Linked DNA regions of Mus musculus: region 1 is linked to region 2. A link is a contact called in public promoter capture Hi-C data. All regions are on one chromosome and are shown on one strand. Each heading gives the region's core, a stretch centred on a gene start, on an enhancer-like site or on the middle of the called end of the contact. The rest is flanking DNA. Distances are from core to core; before and after follow the strand shown.

Evidence for each region. Capture Hi-C pulls out chosen DNA fragments and counts their contacts.
Region 1: a promoter capture Hi-C map of liver shows a contact between it and region 2, with 2.0 times the contacts expected there. The contact joins two enhancer-like sites. A contact is called at or near these places in 1 of 484 Hi-C or Micro-C datasets (the HPC-7 cell line), 4 of 115 datasets of contacts at active chromatin or transcription factors (the 230-238 cell line, CD8 T cells and embryonic stem cells) and 3 of 9 other capture datasets (adipose tissue, liver and pancreatic islet).

Annotation. Positions count from the first base shown.
Region 1 is chr2:23,080,196-23,083,450 of GRCm38.p6, reverse strand. Acbd5 (acyl-Coenzyme A binding domain containing 5) reads right to left here. Exons shown (of 14, transcript NM_001355637.1): 5 at 2,998-3,112; 6 at 2,751-2,783. Among named protein-coding and RNA genes, the nearest start is that of Acbd5, 13 kb to the right of the region's middle. Within about 2 kb of position 1,595, at least 7 of the 459 cell types and tissues checked have an H3K27ac peak or open chromatin away from gene starts, as enhancers often do. A contact at or near this core is called in liver, where this site is marked.
Region 2 is chr2:23,004,756-23,007,763 of GRCm38.p6, reverse strand. The region is part of intron 1 of Abi1 (abl-interactor 1); the gene reads left to right. Among named protein-coding and RNA genes, the nearest start is that of Gm52502, 8.2 kb to the left of the region's middle. Within about 2 kb of position 1,338, at least 122 of the 459 cell types and tissues checked have an H3K27ac peak or open chromatin away from gene starts, as enhancers often do. A contact at or near this core is called in liver, where this site is marked.

The DNA.
Region 1 (3,255 bases), core at 346-2,845, 75 kb before region 2:
ACACAAGTGGTACAAAGGTACACACGCTGACAAAACGCCCATATGTGTAAAATACAAATAAATAAATCTTTTCACTAACTGATCTAGGAGCTGGAGAGATGGGTCCATAGTTAAGAACACTGTATATTCTTCAAAAGGTCCTGGGTTCAACTCCCAGTACCCACACAGTGGCTCACAATCATCTGCAACTCCAGTTCCAGGGGATCTGATGCCCTCTTCTGGCCTCCAAGGGCACCAGGCATACAAGTGGTACACAAACACTTCCAGACAAGATATGCATATGCATAAAATTAAAAAATAATTTGTAAAAATAATCTGCTATTTATGGCATGCTCATATGTACAGAAAATTCTGAATACCAGAAACAAGAAGAAAAAAATAATCTCTGGTATGATAGCAGAGATTTTTAATCCTAGTACTTAGGAGGCTGAGGCAGATAAATCTCTTATGATTTCTAGGCCAGCCAGGGCTACAAAGTACGACCCTATCTCAAAAATGAATGGATGGATGGATGGATGGATGGATGGATGGATGGAAGAAAGCCATTAGAATAAATGGTAAATGCAAATGAAACATATAAGATTGATATAGCAAAACAATTCTATTTCTATTTAGTAATAATACATAACTAAAAAATTAAATTTAAAAAAAAAGCATTCAAATCTACAATACAAAAGAATAAAATACTATTAACAAGAGAAGATGAAGCTGGGTAGTGGTGACACATGCCTTTAATTCCAGCACTCAGGAGGCAGAGGCAGGAGGAGGATCTCAGAGTTTGCGGCCAGCCTGGTCTACAGAAGGAGTTCCAGGATAGACAGGGCTACGCAGAGAAACCTTGTCTCGGGGGGGGGGGGAAAAAATTCTAGTACTAAGAGGAAAGATGATGAATGTTCCAGGTCAGCCTCTTCTACATAGTACATTTTGGGCCAACCAGGATGGACTCTGTGTCATATAAATGAATTTGTAAGTAAGTACAGAAGCAGGAAGCATGAAAACACTCTCCTGTAGCCCCACAACCTGAGAGGTGGAAACAGACTGACCTGGTTCAAGACTATCCTCATCTATAGAATAAGTTCAAAGCCAGGGTTATGACAAGAAACTGTTTCTAAATAAATAAATATTTTACAAATAAGCTAAAAAAAAACACATTTAATCCATGGTATAAATAACATATTTCGTAAGACAAAATCATTTATGAAAACAAAACTGGACAGTGAGATGGCTCAGTGGTTAAAGGCTCTTGTTGCCATGACCAAGGACCTTAATCTGACCCCTAGGACTCACTAGGAAGAAATAGATAATCGAGTCCCACAGTTTGCCCTCTGACCTCTATCCTTGGCATAGCAGCATGAACGCACTAAATAAATAATATTTTAATTTAATAAAGAACACAAAAAACTATAAATTCTATATTTCTGTAATATAAAAATGAACCACTTGGCAAATTTTAATAAGGTTAAAACATACACTTTTGTTTCAGGAAATATTAAAAACTGAATCCACACTATTGCAGGCACGGTGCCAGAGGGCTAGCCAGCCATGCACTGCTGGGCAATGGCTGGCCTGTTATCTCATGGAGACTCTCTGACTCAGAGCTCCAAAATCTCTCCACCCAGTTCGCTAAGTTCCCACTGGGGGGTCACTGCCACACCAGCCCCATGCTTCAAAACTCCCCCAGCCTTCTGTGGTACACATCAGGCTAACCCATGCTTTGCCGCTGTACCTTTCTCTCTGGAACCCAGTCAAGTCAAGTGAAGGAAAACACCACACAAACTTAGTTCAGAAACAATGGTAACTCAATCCCTGGGCGTATCAGCTAAAATCCTAATCTTGTAAACCAATTAAATCTAAATCTTCCAGTGGTGCATCCTGATGGATTCGCCATCTAACCAGGAGACATTAGTAATTCCATCTTGTCCTTTCGCTACCCCTGTCCAAAAGCCCCTATCTCTCTCCTGCATCCTCTCTTCCTCCATCCAACCCAGAAGTCCTGCCTACTCCCCCAGTGACTGACTCCTTTATTCATTAGAGGAAGGTTCACAAGAAGTCACCTGAGTATGTGACTCATTCCAGACAACCCCACCTGGGAAAATGGAGTTAACATCAAAATACAACAGCACCAGGGCCATCCACAACACACAATACAATATGTGTGGTTTGGATAACAATTTCTAGATGATAAATTTATGTTTTATATATGTGTACAGAATTATTTCCCTGTACACTTTTCATTATTTATTTTTCTATTAGTTGTCTTTAGTTATTTAATTTTATTTTATATTTGGGTGTTTTGGCTGCACATATATCTATGCACCATTTGCATGCCTGGTACCCTCAGAGGTCAAAAGAGGACACAAGATTCTGTAGAACTATAGTTAGAGACAGTTGTGAGGCACCATGTCAGTGCTAGAAGTGAACCCAGCACCTCTGGAAGAGCAGTCAGTGCTCTTAACCACTCAGCCAGCCATCTCTTCAACCCCATTACTTATCTTTACTTTTATGTTTGCAGGTATGTGAGTATGAGGGTATTCTATGTGTGTGTGGAGGTGGCCACAAAGCCAAGATGGCACCCAGTGATGCCTTAGAGCCAGAGTAATAGGCAGATATAAGCTGCCTGACATAGGTGCTGGGAATCATACTTGCTCCTCTGCAAAATAGGATGTGTTCTTAACCACTGAGCCGTCACTCCAGCACCACTGCCTTGGAAACTTTAAACAAAAGTTTTACATGGATTTCATTATTCCTACCTTCTAGGTACTTAGAGATTTTCTCCAATCGGACTGGCATGTGAAAGTAAAAGAGAAAATTAGACATATAGGGGTTAGTGTATGCACAATATATCAGCTGCTGAGTTAAGAGGGAAAAGTAACACAGCACTACGTGGGATTAAACACGCCTGTGATCCCAGGTACAGGGCAGTGAGGAAGGAAGCCAGCCTGCTCCAACCTTGTTCATGAGATGGTGTGGTTTAAAAAGAAACAAAAATCATACAACCTGAGGTCAAGTCAGAACTCTTGCTGCTCTTTTTGTCTTCTACAATCTCGTAAAATGGACCTATAACATGCAGCAACTCTTCCACTTTCTCAGTCATGGGCATGGTTTCAATAATCTGTAAGTAAGAGGAAGGAATACTGTAAAATCACTAACTATTAAGTTGATCTGTAGTTATATAAAATCTTTTTCCAGTTTGTCAATAATTTTCAGATTTGAAATTCATTAGCACATAACCCAAAGGGAATACATTATATATAA
Region 2 (3,008 bases), core at 89-2,588:
CCTTGTCAGGCACTGCATGTACAAGGCGCACAGACATACAAATTCAAAACGTCAGTTCACATAGAAATAAAAACAATAAAAACTCAACATCTTCCTCCCCTCTCCTTCCTTCCTTCCTTCCTTCCTTCCTTCCTTCCTTCCTTCCTTGGAGGAAGGAGGGCCTTCTGGGCTGGACTGTGTTCCTGGAAGAGTTCCTATGGTAGCTGGCAGTTCCCTGTGTTGCTTGTCTGCCTTTCTTTATCCTTTCCCCCCTGCTTCTGATCTAGGTTATAGAATACCACAGTAGGCGAGCCAAATCATTTAGTGGCTTGCTTGGCACAACAATCAAATTTCTGAAGACTGTTTTAATATCAAGGGCTGGCTGAGTAAAAATGTTATCTTTTGAGAGGACCTCTTTCTGTAATCTCATCTTTATGTTACACTTTTTCATGGCACAGCCTCAACAGGAAAGCCACACGGGTCTCCTCTTTTCCTTCTGGCAGATAGTAGTAATTTGTGAGTGATTTAAAGGCTTAATTTTGGTCTCTCAGAGACTCTAAGGTAGAATAGAGATAATGCCTTCTATTCTGGACCCCCACCTAACATTAAGGCCCCATTTAGGAACTTGTATAGGGACCACCAGCTAGCCAGTTGGGTTAGTATTTCTCCCTTTCCCCCGGGATATTTAGTAATCCACCCGCCCCCAGCCCCCAGCATATTCTGTTACCTTTTGTTTCTCAGATGGGGTCAGAATTTGTCCTGAGTAACATCACCTCTTTCCATGCCAAACCATAGAGTTGAGCAATATATTCAGAAGTTTATACATACTGGTTTTTGTTACCTGTGTACCCAAGTCCTATTTCATCTTTTTTAGCTATGACAAGACTCATATTTATTCGAGTGGTTTAACTGGGTCATGTGATAGTTACAATTTTAAAAGTTACTATTTGTGTGTGTACATGTAATATGTGATTTCCACAGCATGCCTATGTGGAGGCCAGAGGACAGCATGAGTCCATTCTCTCCTTCCATAGTAGGTGTTAGGGATCCAGATCAGGTTGGTAGGCTTGGCAGTATGTGTCCATCAGTAGGGCTCCTTTCCCTAACATCCTTGCTGGTGTTTGTTGTTAGTTTTATTTCTGTCTTTAATTAGCATGTATTAATTTTTATAGTAGTCTTGTGACATTTTCGTACCTGTGTATATTTTTTGAACATATTCACCCCCACCCTTACTCTTTGTTCCCCTCCCACTGGTGTTGACTCATTTCTTCCCAGCTTGGCCACCCAGTCCTGGGCAGTGATCATGCTGCTGTGAGCTCAGTCTTACAGCCCTGTCATGCTTGGAAGACAACTTTCCACAGCACTCCACCCATTTACTAGCTCTTACTACGGCTCCGGGGCGGGGGTGGGGGGCAGGCACATCTAGACTAGCCAGTCAGGAGTTGCCAAGAACCAGCCTCAGCTTGGAGAGGGTTTCTGAGGAAAGGGTGTCTGGGGGCGGTGAAAACAAGCGACCTGAAGCTGGGTACTTTCTTTTTCTCTGATTTACTTTCTCTAGATAGAGATCTCTAGCTGTGTTCTGCTCGAGATAGTTCTCTAAGCAGTTCTCTCTTGATTCTCTAAGAAAATTCTCTGGATAGCTCATGTCTTGTAGATCATAAACCCAGTCTTTTATTCTACATATCAATTCAGTCATTTACTCCAGGTTTCCTTTTGATTATCCTAAGAATCAGCATTCTGTCTCTCCAGCCCCTTAATTCTTGGGAGAAAGCAAGTACACATTTCCTTTTAACTGCAAAAGAATTCAGAGATCTGCTTGCCTCTGTTAAGCACAGAGTGTTAAGTTTGTTGGGTGGTACCCTGTCCATTTCTACCACACACTGGGGTTTAACTTTGTTCTGTCCCAGGCTGACCTTGAACTGTAGAATCTTTCTGCTTTTGTAAGCATAAACAAAAAAATTAGCAGGGTGGAATCTCTTGCAACCACCACTTCCTAAATCTTTTTCCCCTTCCTTAGCATCTTTCTGACAAGTTGGCTCACCTCACAGCTGCTTTTGTAACTTTTCATTTCTGAAGTCCCTCATAATTTTATTGTATTCTTATATTTTTCATAGTTGAAAAATTATATATTTTTGCAATCATGGTTTTAGAGTTCTTTTTCACAGAGTTCAACCCCACAGGGCTGTCCTGAAAGTCGCAGTGGTTACCATGTTAGCCACAGCTTTGCCTCCCAGATTCACGCTGTCTCTGAAGTCATTATCATGAAGTCATTAATGTTTACAGGGAAAACCTTCTTTGAAGGGGGAACGTAAAATATGTGCATTATTATACAAACAACCCTTACACCCACAGCAGCCGTGGACACTTGTGGGGGTCCAGGCCTGTTGTCTCTGTACCTGGGGCAGGAACCATGTCATTCTGTCCCTACCAAGGCCATGCCGGACCTGGCAAGTAGTACGGTAGTCAGAGTCCACAGCTGCGTGTTGATGATGGTACTTGTGTTCTGGATAATTTTTTATTTATTTGTTTATTTTTATTTTGTCAACTTGATATGTTAGAGTTTTCTGTAAAGAGGAACTTCAGTTGAGAAATGCCTCCATCAGATTGTCTGTAGGAATGCTTGGATTTCATCCTTTCCTATCTGTAGCTTGATTTTTCTTTGTATTAATGCTCTAGCTATGGCTTTAAATACTGCATTGAAACAGTGGAATGAATGGGCACATTTGCCTGTTCCTGACTTTAGTTTTTCCATTTAGCCTGCTTGTTATAAGTAGTATGAACTTTTTCTTTTAACTGTCTTAGCTAATTCCCAAAGGTTCTAGGAAGTTACATCTTTGTGGGTTTTTTTTTTTTTTTTTTTGATTTCTAGAGTTAAAAAAAAAAGTCCTATTTATTTTATGTGTATGAGTGTTCACTTGACTGTATGTTGACAGTGTGTGTGCCTTGTGCCCACAGATGCCAGAGGAGGGAGTTGTATCCTCTGGAATTGGAGTTACAGATACTGATAGACAACCGTATGGTTGCTGGGA